Linked DNA regions of Sus scrofa: region 2 is linked to region 1. Evidence: chromatin contacts called from public HiChIP or PLAC-seq data. All regions are on one chromosome and are shown on one strand. The core of a region is the stretch at or near the end of the contact, and the rest is flanking DNA. Distances in the headings are between cores, read along the strand shown.

Region 1 (6,987 bases), core at 3,264-5,763:
TTTCTATTCTTAATGTTGAATTGCTGCTTATTTTCTTTTTTTTTTTGTCTTTTTGCCATTTCTAGGGCCGCTCCTGCGCATATGGAGGTTCCCAGGCTAGGGGTTGAATTGGAGCTGTAGCCGCGGGCCTATGGCCTACGCCAGAGCCACAGCAACACGGGATCCAAGCTGGGTCTGCGACCTATGCCACAGCTCACAGCAACGCTGGATCCTTAACCCACTGAGCAAGGTCAGGGATCAAACCTGCAACCTCATGGTTCCTAGTTGGATTCATTAACCACTGAGCCACAATGGGAACTGCGTGCTTATTTTCTTTATAATTATACTATATGTTTAAAAGTAGACATTCATAACTCAGATTCTAATTTTCATTGTGATTCAAATTAGCACATGGGATTGATTTTACTGCTTAATCTCACTTTATGATCTCTTTGCCTTTAGTTGTATTTGACTTTTGAATTGTGGGGGAAAAGAATTTCCTTTTTGTTGAGTGGAGGGACAAGTCCCATGCTCATATTCATTATATGGATGCTAAGACTTCAGTGTGAAAGGTGAAGTCCACATTCTTTCAAGCTTTCAGAGATCCCAGGACATTTAAACTGGCTAGGGAGATCCTGCTGTGGCTCAGTGATAATGAACCTGACTAGTATCCATGAGTATGCTGGTTCTGTCCCTGGACTTGCTCAGTGGGTTAAGGATCCGGCGTTGCCGTGAACTGTGGTGTGGGTCAAAGACGAGTCTCGGGTCTGGTGTTGCTGTGGCTGGGGCATAGGCTGGCAACTGTAGCTCCAATTGGACCCCTAGCCTGGGAACTTCAGTTTGCTGTAGGTGCGGCCCTAAAAAGAAAAAAAAAAAAAAAAAAAAAACTGGCTAGAGCGAGTCCTTTATTTTATTTATTTATTTATTTATTGGCTTTTTAGGGCTGCACCTGTGGCACATGGAGGTTCCCAGGCTAGGGATCTAATTGGAGCTACAGCTGCCAGCCTAGGCCACAGCCACAGCAACCCCAGATCCGAGCCGCATCTGCAACCTACGCTATAGCTCACAGCAACGCCGGATCCTTAACCCACTGAGCGAGGCTGGGGATCGAACCTGCCACCTCATGGTTCCTAGTCGGATTCATTTCTGCTGTGCTATGAAGGGAACTCCCCTTTATTTTACTTTTAAAATTAAAATTTATTTATTTATTTTTTTTAGTGCCCCCTGGGCGTGTGGAAGTTCCTGGGCCAGGGATGGGATGTATGCTGCAGTTGAGGCAATGCTGGGTCCTTAACCTGCTGTGCCATATGGGAACTTCCTAAAGCCATTCCTTTAGAAATGTTTCCATGATTTGATTTCTCTGCAGAGTGATATGAAAGTGATGGATGAGGGCATATTTGTGATCATAGAGGGCTATTTTAGTCTTTAGGTAGTCTGGAGAGGCCTCAAAAACCAGTTTAGGGTAATGATTTTAGTTCTGTGCTAAAGGGCAGTTTGGCCAAAAGTTTCTTCATGTTTCTTTTTTTTTTTTTTTTTTAATTAATTTATTTTTTTTCCCGTTTCTTCAAGCTAAAGAAATGAGGGAGGGAGAAAGAATGTGTGTGTGTGTGTGTGTGTGTGTGTCTTTCTTGACCAAGGCAAGTTCTGGTATCATATAAAGTAGAGAATAAATATAATAGTCTTAATGTTTTAGCTTAAGCTGATTAAGTGATGGTGAAATACTATTTCAATGTCTTTGTTTTGTTAACACCTTATGCCATTGTATAAATTAAAATGATGTCAAAATCTGTTTTTGAATGTAGATCAGATCAACCATTGACTTGCCCTCTAACATAGTCAGCTGAAAGCAGCTTCAAGATTCTTCAGGATGCCTGCTGCACTTGTGGAGAACAGCCAGGTCATCTGTGAAGTCTGGGCCAGCAATCTAGAAGAAGAGATGAGGAAGATCCGAGAAATTGTGCTTAGTTACAGTTATATTGCCATGGTAAAGAGCTCTGCTTTTTGACTCACCTTCTGGTATGGACTTAGGGAATATTTCATATGAGATTTTGAAAGAAACGATTACAGTAAAGTCATGGTAAATTAAATGTGATGGAAAGTTATGTTGTTTTTATGAAACATCAGGGTAGCCACTGTGTCTGAGAAGAGAACCTCTAATATCTTAAGATTATTTATGATGTTCTCTTCATTTGAAAGTCTTTAGGAGTTACCGCCATGGTGCAGTGGGTTAAGAATCTGACTTCAGGAATTCCCATTGTGTCTCATTGGGTTAAGAATCTGACTAGTAACCATGGGGATGTGTGTTCAATCCCTAGTCTTGCTCAGAGGGTTAAGTATCCGGCTGTTGCCTCAAGCTGTGACTTAGGTCACTAGTTTGGCTCAGATCCCATGCACAGGTCAGCAGCTGCAGCTCTGATTTGACCTGTAGACTTGGAACTTATGTACGTGGCCCTAAAGAAGAAAAAAACCCAACAAAAACAGTTACAATTGCAGTGGCTTGGGTCACTGTGGAGGCGTGGGTTCAGTTCCCTGCCTGGCACAGTGGATTAAAGGATCCAGTGTTGTCACAGCTTCAGCTCAGATTCAATCTCTGGTTTGGGAACTTCCATCTGCTGAGGGTGTAGCCATGGGGCGGGGGGGAAGAAAAGATGAGGGCATGGAATTCTTTTGGGGGGGACGGGGGGCATGCCTGTGGCATGTGGGAGTCACCGGGCCAGGGATTGAACCCATGCCATAGTAGCGACCTGAGCCATCAGCATAGCAGTGACAACTCTGGGTCCTTAGCTCACTGAGACACAGAAACTCCAGGGCATGAAAGTCTTCAAAGCGGAAGTTGTCTCAGCCCATAAGCCCCATCTGTCCCACAGATAAGGTGAATTTGACTGACAGCAGTGTTTAAAGCAGTTTTTAAAAAGTGGTTGCCACCATTTAAAAATCAAGAGACATATGGAGTTCCTGTTGTGGCACAGTGGAAATGAATCCAATTAGGAATCATGAGGTTTTGGGTTTGATCCCTGGCCTGGCTCAGTGAATTAAGGATCTGGCTTGCCATGCGCTCTGGTATAGGTCGCAGACGTGGCTCTGATCTGGCGTTGCTGTGACTGGCGAAGACTGGCAGCTACAGCTCCAATTGGACCCCTAGCCTGGGAATCTCCATATGCTGTGGATGTGGCCCTGGAAAGCAAAAATAAATAAATAAATAAATAAAAATTAAGAGACATACTTAAATCCTGGATTTCTGTCATCTCTGGAAAAAATGAGATGATCTGGCTTTAAAGGGTCTACATTCCGGCCTGACATTTGGAGAGTTTGGAGGAAGCTGTCAGGGCCCTTTTAGGGGAGGCATGTACTCTTGAGTAATCATAATCATTCTCATACCCCATGCACTTTACTCCTTAATGTTAGTTGCCTGGCGTTTGCGATTCCTGCTGTGGGAAAGAAGAATTAACTCTAGCCTAGTGTTTAGTACTCTCTCTGATCTTGTAACAGGCTTTTTTACATGCTATTTATTTATTTATTTTCTGAATGGCTGTTTCACTTCCCTCTATTGTATTTTTATTCATATATTGTTCTCACCCTAGATGGTTTCTAGTCACCTGTGTAGGAACCTAGAATGTTCTTAACGGACCCAGAGTTGGTCAGCTATTTCTGTGCACATTCTTTTTAGAACCTCCAGTGGTGCAAAGCTTCATGATTCTGGTGCTCCTTCTGTAGCTCTCAATGAAATCAGTATTTTAAGGTGAATTTTTGTGCCTGAGCTTAGCACCTGTCAGGAACGTTCATAAATTAAGGTACAATTTTCGATTATGAATGATCAGTTCAACATCCAGTTGTGATACCTTATGATGACTTTTTCCTTTTCTAGGACACAGAATTTCCAGGTGTTGTGGTGCGACCAATTGGTGAATTTCGTAGTTCCATAGATTACCAGTATCAGCTTTTACGGTGCAATGTTGACCTTTTAAAAATTATCCAGCTGGGCCTTACATTCACGAATGAGAAGGGAGAATATCCTTCTGGAATCAACACTTGGCAGTTTAACTTCAAATTCAACCTTACGTAAGTGTCTGAGACACTTCTCAGTGTTCTTCTTAGATCTGCTACATTTGCGAAGACTGTGATTTCTAACTGATTTTATTGATTTGAAGTTTTGTTTTCACCAAACCCAAGCAGGGGTTGGATAGGGCAGTCAAGCAGAAGATGGAGTAAGGAATATCAGAAAGTAAAGTCCTTAAAGAACTCTTACAAGGCAACGATATAAATGCAACCCAGTTAAAAATGGGCACAACATCTGAATAGAAATTTCTTCGAAGAAGATTTAGAAATGTCTGATATACACATGAAAAGATGTTTACCATCTTTAGTCATTAGGGAAATGCAAATGAAAACCATGAGATACTATTTTATACCCACTAGGTGGCTGTAGTCAAAAAGACAGAATATTAAATGTTGGCGAAGCTGTGGAGAAAGTAGGCTTCTCTTCTGTTGCTATAGGGAATATGAAATGGTGCAATCCCTTTGGAGAATAAACACTTCCTCTGAAGGTTAAAAATAGAGTTACCATATGACCCAGCAATTTTCCTCCTAGAAGTGCATATGCCCAAGAGAAATGAAGACGTAGCCATGTAAAAACTTTACACGGATGTTTGTAGCACCAGTTATTCATAAAGAACCCAAAGTGGGAACCGTCCAAGTGTGTGAACCGAGGAGTGGATAAACATGCACCTGTGCCATGGAAGGTTCCTGGCCAGTAAAAGGGAATGAAGTACTGACACATGCTATACGTGGATGAACTTTGAAAACAGGCTGAGGGAAAGAAGTCAGACTCAAAAGATTATATATTGTGTGATTCTCTTTATATGAAATATCCCAAATAGGCAAGTCTAGAGGCTGAAAATAAAGTAGTAGCCAGAGTGGGCGGTAGGGAGGTTATGGGGTAATGGAGTGTGATTGCTTGATGGGCATGGGGTTTGTTTTTGAGGTGATGAAATGGTTTATAATTGGTGGTGGTCGGATAGCTCTTTGAGTACACTGAAACTGTGCTATGGAATTATGTCCCCCCCCCCTTTTTAATGGCTGCACCTGTAAAATATGGAAGTTCCTGGGCCAGGGATTGAATCGGAGCTGCAGCTGTGACCTGTGCCGTAGCTGGCAACTCCTCATCCTTTAACCCACCGCGCCAGGCCAGGCATTGAACCCGTGACTCTGCGTCGATCCAGCCTGCTGCAGTTGGATTGCATTGAGCATTGCGCCAGTGGGAACTCTGAATTTTTTACTTTAAAAGAGTGAATTGTTTAGTATGTGAATTATATCTCAATCAAGCTGTTTAAAATTAAAAGGGGAGGAGTTCCCATTGTGGCTCAGGGGAAACGAACCTGAAGTGTCCATGAGGACATGGGTTGATTTCTGGCCTTGCTCAGTTGGTAAAAGATCTGGCATTGCCATGAGCTGTGGTGTAGGTCACAGATGAGGCTTGGATCCTGCATTGCTGTGGCTGTGGTGTAGGCCGGCAGCTGCAGCTCCAATTCAATCCCTAGCCTGGGAACTTCCATATGCTGCAGGCGAGGCCCTTAAAAAAAAAAAAAAAAAAAGCAAAAAAATGAGAGGGGGAAATCATTTCCTCAATTAGGACATCAGTGTTCGAATTGCTGTTCTTAGCTGGGTTAATTTGGGTTGTTATTTTATTCTCTGTAAGTCAGTTTTCTTATTTGTCAAACAGGGTTATTACTCTCTTTCAGAATAGAAGTAAGGTTTGGAGTGGGTGCTAATCAAGGTAAATTGAAACTGAAGCCTATCTGATATGGGACAAATTTTGAGGATTTCTTTTTTTGCTGTTGTTCTTTTTAAGGCTGCACCCATGGCATATGGAGGTTCCTAGGCTAAGGGTCTAATTGGAGCTGTAGCTGCCAGCCTAGCCAGAGCCACAGCAACGCCAGATCCGAGCTGCATCTGCAACCTACACCACAGGTCATGGCAACGCCGGATCCCCAGTCCACTGAGCGAGACCAGGGATCAAACCCACAACCTCATGGTTCCTAGTCAGATTCGTTTCCACTGCTCCACAATGGGAACTCTGAATTTTGAGAACTTTTTTTTTTTTGTCTTTCTAGGGACGCACCCGCAGCATATGGAGTTTCCCAGGTTAGAGGTCTAATCAGAGGTGTAGCCACCGGCCTACACCAGAGCCACAGCAGTGTGGGATCCCAGCCATGTCTGTGACATACACCACAGCCCACAGCAACACCATATCCTTAACCCACTGAGCAAGGCAAGGGATCAAACCTGCAACCTCATGGTTCCTAATCGGATTTGTTAACCGCTGAGCCATGACAGGAACTCCTTTGAGAACTTTTTAATAAATTTCTGGTAAAAACCAGAGAACATAAAACTTAGCATCTTAACCTTTATTTATTCATTCATTCCTTATTTATTTATTTTGGCCGAGCCCACAGCATGCGGAAGTTCCTGGGCGGGGAATCTAAGCCGTGCCACAGCAGAGACCCAGCCCTCAGCAGTGATAGTGTGAGCCACCAGGGAACTCCCATCTTAACCATTTTTAAGTGTGTAGTTGAGTAACGTTAAGTATATTTGCAATTTTGTGAAGCACACCTCCAGAACTCTTTCATCTTGAAACTCTGTACCCAGTAAACAACTCCCCTTTTTCCTCTCCCCCCTCCCCTGGCTCTGGGTAAACACCATTCTACTCTGTTTCTATGACTTTGACTTCTTTAATTCCTTACAATTCCTTATCTCTTTGGAATTATACAGTATTTGGCTTTTTGTGACTGGCTTATTTCACTTAACATTGTGTCCTTAAGGGTCATTCATGTTGTAGCATGTGGCAGACTTTCCTTCTTTAGGGCTGAATAATATTCCTTTGGATGTATGTACCATATATTGTTCACCTCTTCACCCATTGCCAGACATTTGGGTTGTTTCTACCTCTTAGCTATTGTGAATTGTGCTGCTATAAACATGGATGTACAGATATCACCTTGAGATACTGAT
Region 2 (6,722 bases), core at 2,511-5,010, 770 kb before region 1:
AACCACTGCGCCACAATGGGAACTCGATCATGTTTTTTGTTTTTTGTGGGTTTTTTTGTCGATTTTATTTTATTTTATTCATTTTTTGTCTTTTAGGGCCATGCCCATGTCTTATGGAAGTTCCCAGGCTAGGGGTCAAATCAGAGCTCCAGCTGCTAGCCTACACCACAGCCACAGCAGTGCAGCATCTGAGCCACATCTGTGAACTCACCACAGCTTATGGCAACGCCGGATCCTTAACCCACTGTGTGAGGCCAGGGATAGAACTCGCATCCTCATGGATACTAGTCGGTTTCGTTACCTCTGAGCCACAGTGGGAACTCCTAACCAGTAGATTCTAAAATTGCCTTGACTTCCTTGTCTTTGTGTTTAGGACCAATTCTGAGAAGAGCGATGTTTGGGACATCAAAGAGGTGTAGTTGGAGTTAAGGAGACCCATTTGGAAATTAAAAGGGTAGTGTGGTACCCAGGTAATATGAAAGGACTGTGACCTAGGGAAGAGACATTAGGACTTAATTGAAAAGCATCTAGGGAGTTCCCATCGTGGCGCAGTGGTTAACGAATCCGACTAGGAACCATGAGGTTGCGGGTTCGATCCCAGCCCTATGCTCAGTGGGTTAACGATCCGGCGTTGCCGTGAGCTGTGGTGTAGGTTGCAGACGCGGCTCAGATCCCGAGTTGCTGTGGCTCTGGCGTAGGCCGGTGGCTACAGCTCCAATTCAACCCCTAGCCTGGGAACCTCCATATGCTGCGGGAGCAGCCCAAGAAATAGCAACAACAACAACAACAAAAAAAAAAAAAAAAAAAAAAAGAAAAGCATCTAGGAGGTAGAATAATAATAATGGCATGTATTTATAACGTACCCACATTCATTCATCTAATGCCCACAACTACCCTATGAGGTAGTTACTGTTAATAATCTTATTTAGTAGATGTGTATACTAAGGCCTTTTGAGCCATAGCTTTACATAGGGATAGGATCAGGCACTCAACTCCAGAGTCCATGCTCCTGATTATACAGCCATGATGATACTGTCACTTTGATCTTGCCAAACTGGATGAATGGTGTTATGTGGCTATCATCCAAGCTACATACAGGCAGGACAGATCGATCTGAAGGTGAGAGGGAGGAGTTCTGTTTTTAGTTTTACTGAGTTTGAAATACCAGCAGGGGTGGGGTGGTTCAGACTATGGAGAAAAAAAAAAAAAAAAGTGGTCAAGGAGATCATAAATCTAAGCCTGTTATATCAATGTCTTTGTGTAGCTTCAGCAAATGCTTATGGCAAAAAGGATGAAAGTCAGGGATATAACAAATAATCCTGGGTTTGAAGCACAGCTCCAGCAGAACACAGAAGGTGTTTCTCGGGTGTGCTGGAAAACATGTCGACGTTTGAGCTGAGGGCCCAGATGCCAGTGATGAGGTGTGTTATGGCTCCACGATACTCTTGGGAGCATGGGGCTATTTTAATTAGAAACTTTGTGGAAAGTCGCCCTCAAAATGGTGATTTCTATTGAATGTTGCTATCCTTTTTATACTATCCCTATAACAATGCTTGAGGTGTAAGCAGAACAGCTTTATGTTCTCTGAAAAGGATAGAGGAGCGCTAACAGTCTGCTCTTCATTTGCTTTTTCTCCCCTTTGCCAATTCACAATGCCACTTTGACAATTTGTGGGCTGAGTGTAGGGGAACGTCTCCATTTTTCAAGTATAATAGTGCAGAGAAGAGTGGACGATCTGTAAATACAGCTTCGAACACATTTAATTACAGAGAATGAAGCATTAATATCCTGTTATACTTGGAGCAAAAACCAATACCATCTGGACATCAGTATTTTTCCTCCCTTCGAGTTATCCCAGAACTATTTTTGCAAACAGCAGTTTCCTCAGCCAACTTAACATGGAGCCACGAGAATGGAAACCAGCCACATTACTTCCTTATTTACTTCTGTTGAGAATTGGAACAGAATGGAAATATTTCTTCTCTCAGGTTGGCAGGAACGGCAACAAGGCAATCTGTTAGGATGACAGCTGAGGCACTTTTCTTTCTCTCTTTTTCTTTTTTAATGATAAAACCAATATTCAGAATGGTTATATTGGATAAAACCATCTACATTTCTAATTCATGATCCTAGAAAAGCTTACATTTTACTCTACCTAAAAGATGAAAAAAGAGATTAAACTTGAATATCACACTTTTCTGTTACTTATGCTGAAGAAAGGTAATAAAAAATTCTGCCAAGTAACTTCTTCCACATGCATAACATTGCTCTTTTTAACTTTTTATAGGATGGCACTGTGATTTTCCCTTTTGAACTTTTTCTTCTTAGCCTCCAATTGTTAGCTGCAGCATTGAGAATAACAGGCATGATATTATGCGAGGTCCCAAACTTAAAAGTGAATCGCATTCCTAAAATTCATGAAATCCTCCTTTTTCTTTTGCATTCAGCGCACACTTTTAGTTCTCTGCAGTATTTCTCACACCGTCTTGTATATAGTTAAGCTGTTTCTGCCTCTACCTTCCACTTTAGTTTGTAAATTTCTGAAGATTTGGGACGGTATTTCATGTGCATGATGGGTCCCTGGCTTAGCTCAGCTTTTTTATAGTCATTACTTCAGAATGAGTACAAAGGTCATGGTCAGTGTAGTTTTTGTTATAAACCAGTTCACACTAACTTAAGTGAAAGGAAATGTGGTGTGAAGAGATAAGTCAGAGGTGTTCGGACCCCAAGGGTGATTTGTTTCCTCTTTTCCGCCTCTGTCACTTTGGACATGTACCTTTGCCAGTGCTTTCTCTCACAACTGCTCATCACCCTCTTATCTGCAAGTGGGTTGTCTTTTAGTAGCTCAGACTAGAAGTCATTTGTGTTCAGGTTGCCCATGGTATAAGTGCCAGACTGAGCCTGTCTTATTGACTGGACTTAGAAGGATATTATTGGCCCTGTTGCTCTCCTGGCATGAAATCAGTGTACCAGGCTACTCCTGCCACCTCTGACCTAAGAGCAGTTTTAGGGTGTTTGTAGTGTTTTTCTAACCCCTGTCTGGTAGATTTCTCTTAACTTCTAGTAGAGGCAGATGGTTGTCTTACAGGACGAGAACCACAGATCTTGACCTCGCTGGCAGTTTATGTGCTGTGCCCCAGTGTAAGAGTAAGGGAGGAGTTGGAGGTGCACAATGAGGGTTGCCTGGTAGCTACAGCCACAGTTCAGTCACTTTTGCTGAACTTAATCTTTTTTCTCCCACATCACCATTGTTCCATGTCCATTATTTGGACATTTAGTCTTTTTTTTTTTTTTTTTTTTTTTCGTTCCCATCTGTGGCATATAGAAGTTCAAGGGTTGAATTGGAGCTACAGCTGCTGGCCTACACCACAGCCATAGCAACGCCGGATCTAAGCCACATCTGCGACCTACACCACAGCTCTCCTTAACCCAATGAGCAAGGCCAGGGGTCAAACTCACATACTCATGGATACTAGTCAGGTTCCTAACCTCCTGAGCCACAATGGGAACTCCTACACAGTCTTTTATTTTTGTGCTTTTAATTTTTAAGAAAGGTAAATGAAGATGTTTATTTACTTAAAAAAAAAAAAAAAAAGTCACATTGCAGCCAGGAAGTAGAATTCTGGCAGAAGCTAGAGTAGCATGTGTGAGTCTCTTTCTTTTCCACTCTGAAACTCTCCCCCTAGCACCACTCTTGCCCCTACTTCATCTCCTATCTTCTCTCTCACCATGCTCTCTTTCCCTTCTCCATCCCTGTCGTCATTTTTCTAACCCGATTGCCTCAGCCCCTTGTATGCCTCCTCTTCCTCAAATGGCCCTAACCCATAGTGTCTCAATCCAGATTTCAAGAACGAGATTCTTCTTAGTCAGCCAATGGGTTAACTTCCTCCTGGGCCCAAGAAGGCAGGGTTCAAAAAAGGAACCACGATGCCAGGTAGATCACAACAAAGATTTTCTACCACAAACTCAGGACGCATAAAAACAATGTAATATCGTGGATGGGCACCAAGGTCAGTTTATCATGGCTGTTTGACCATATAACAAAATATTTATTTGCAATGAGAAAAAGAGAAGTGTGAAATCTAAAAATTAAAGACTGAAATTGCATAATGGTGTTTCCCCTTTTTTGGAAATTCCCTTCCAATATTTTTAAATGGTTCCATGGTATTCCAAGTAAAAGTGTTTTATTTATCTTAAATAAGTAAACTGTTTTATCTTAAATTTTAAAATTTCACCTTTTGCTGTGAAGTACAGATTTTAGGACCTGAAAGGACCATCAACAATAATAATAACTAGAGCTTATTTAGTAATTACTCTTGCTAGACTCTCTTTTATATACGCTGTCTCATTCACACCTTTCAGTAGTCCTCTGAGAATAGATACTATTATTTTCCCTGTTTCAAAGATGAGGGGACTGAGGCTTAGAAAGATTGCCGTTAACAAAAGTTGCTGGTTAGAGTCAGAGCCAGGATTTGAGCCTAGGGAACCTAGTTCCAGAATCTGTACTCTGATTTTCTCTGCTTCCCTGCCTTTCTCAGAGGCCTGCAATTACAATGTTCTAGCTTAATCCAGAATGGAATGTGAGTGATAGTTCTCTAGTATTGCAAGTGTTCAGACAGTCTGGAACACCATGAGTCAGGGCTGTTGTAGAAGGAATGAGGAAGTATGTTAGTCTCTTGGATGCTAGTCCATGGCCTCTCTGCCTCAGAATCACCCAGGGAGCTAATTTAAAAATTAAAAACAGGAGTTCCCGTCGTGGCGCAGCGGTTAACAAATCCGACTAGGAACCATGAGATTGCGGGTTTGGTCCCTGCCCTTGCTCAATGGGTTAACGATCCGGCGTTGCCGTGAGCTGTGGTGTAGGTTGCAGACGCGGCTCGGATCCCGAGTTGCTGTGGCTCTGGCTCTGGCGTAGGCCGGTGGCTACAGCTCCGATTAGACCCCTAGCCTGGGAACCTCCACATGCTGCGGGAGTGGCCCAAGAAATAGCAAAAAGACAAAAAAAAAAATTAAAAACAAGTTCTCTAGATGATGGTGTTATTCATCCTGGTCTGGAAACCCTGGACTTGGTAACCCTTTATTCCCAAGGTTATCTTCTAGGACAAGATGGTAAATGAAGACTTTGGGGGTTAGTGGTTGGTTCACAGAATGCATTTAGGCGTTGTGCCTTTACGATCTTTCGAGATGACAAGTATTGTCTCTTTTTTCTCAGAGAATGTAAGTGCCAATAAATGCTTGCGGGTGTATAATAATTCTATCCCTGTTGTTTAACATTCTTCAAGTTGCAAAGATCCATCACATGCTTTGTCAGGTTTATTCTCCATCAGGAAGTGTTTATTGAACATGCGTTAGTTATGAACTATAGCAATAAAAAATACAGTCCCTGTGCTTAAGGGGCATGTAGGTGAGGTGGGGTAGACTGCCTGGTAGTACAGAGCAGCATATACCAGCTCCAGGTGAGCAGTGTAATGGCTAGGGCTACAGGGGTCAAGGAAGAGCCATCCTGCCTCCAGGTGTTCTCTAAATCCATGTCGGAGGGAGAGCCAGGCCTTGAGAGGAGGCTCGGGAAAGCTGCACAGAGAAGGGATCCCCGTAACAACACTGCCAGGGCACTATTGCCCTCTCACACAGAGCCTGTTCATTGCCCTGAAGCTCCTGCATCCCACAGCAGGGAGAGTGAGTCCGTCTCTCCTCTTTCTAGCGTCCTCTGCCTTAGCTGCCTTGTTCCTGTTGGGGGCATCACCACCGCACAGGTGATCTCCCTCACCTTGCGCCTCTCAGTTCTTTGACCCCTTCACCTTGGACAAATATTTCCTTCGCTCGCTTCAGCCTCCCACTTCAATTCCAAAAGTCCACCTCCAGTTTTGCTGTTGGTCCAAACTACGCCCCTTATGAATCAGGAGTCAGACCCAGCACTCCCTGGCCACCACCTCTCATTACCACAACTTAGAGCTCTTTTTCCTGAACATCTAAGAAGTGACCCCTCTGCTTTTTCCCTGCTTCCTGCCCTTTACCTAGATCTGTCTCCCACCCTCCATTCCTGGTGTCCCTCAGGTCCTTTCACACACCTTATCTTCCTGGGGAAGCTTTCTGTGACCTGGTTAACTGTCCATGTTGGGTGCTCCTGTAGCATCCTGTACTTCTCTTGGATAGCACTTAGTGTATTTCGTGTGTATTAGTTAGTGTCTGTGCCCTCTGCCAGACTGAGCTCCATGAAGCAGAGACAGTGTCTGTAGTACAGTAGGTTGGCACACAGTAGATACTCTTGAATAGATGAAAATGTATACCTTTAGTCTACAACAGTGGTTCTAGTGGCATTCCCATCGTGGCTCAGTGGAAACGAATCTGACTAGTATCCATGAGGACGTGGGTTCGATCCCTGGCCTCTCTCAGTGGGTTGAGGATCCAGCATTGCAGTGAGCTGTGGTATAGGTCTCCGACATGGCTCGGATCTGACATTGCTGTGGCTATGGCATAGGCTAGCTGCTACAGCTCTCATTCACCCCTAGCCTGGGAACCTCCATATGCCACAGGTACAGCCCTAAAAAGACAAAAAAACAAACCCAAATTAATAAAAAGTAAAAAAAATAATAATAATACTAAAATAGTGGTTCTAAATTCAGTATGGGAAGGGGTGGAAGGAATGGGCTGGATAAGAAATGAGGAGAATAAAGTGGAATGGTGAGGGGTTTGTTTTGTTTTGTTTCCTTTGCAAAGAGAGC

What was found. HiChIP or PLAC-seq counts read pairs in DNA pulled down with a chosen protein or histone mark.
Region 2: an H3K27ac HiChIP or PLAC-seq map of alveolar macrophages shows a contact between it and region 1. The contact joins two enhancer-like sites. A contact is called at or near these places in 1 of 47 Hi-C or Micro-C datasets (embryonic fibroblasts) and 1 of 2 datasets of contacts at active chromatin or transcription factors (alveolar macrophages).

Annotation. Positions count from the first base shown.
Region 1 is chr16:68,336,942-68,343,928 of Sscrofa11.1, reverse strand. It overlaps CNOT8 (CCR4-NOT transcription complex subunit 8), which reads left to right. Exons shown (of 7, transcript XM_013984900.2): 2 at 1,782-1,963; 3 at 3,845-4,038. The coding sequence starts at 1,847. Among named protein-coding and RNA genes, the nearest start is that of CNOT8, 12 kb to the left of the region's middle. Within about 2 kb of position 4,513, at least 1 of the 83 cell types and tissues checked has an H3K27ac peak or open chromatin away from gene starts, as enhancers often do. A contact at or near this core is called in alveolar macrophages, where this site is marked.
Region 2 is chr16:69,111,134-69,117,855 of Sscrofa11.1, reverse strand. All of the region lies in intron 1 of MFAP3 (microfibril-associated glycoprotein 3), which reads left to right. Among named protein-coding and RNA genes, the nearest start is that of FAM114A2, 7.0 kb to the left of the region's middle. Within about 2 kb of position 3,760, at least 10 of the 83 cell types and tissues checked have an H3K27ac peak or open chromatin away from gene starts, as enhancers often do. A contact at or near this core is called in alveolar macrophages, where this site is marked.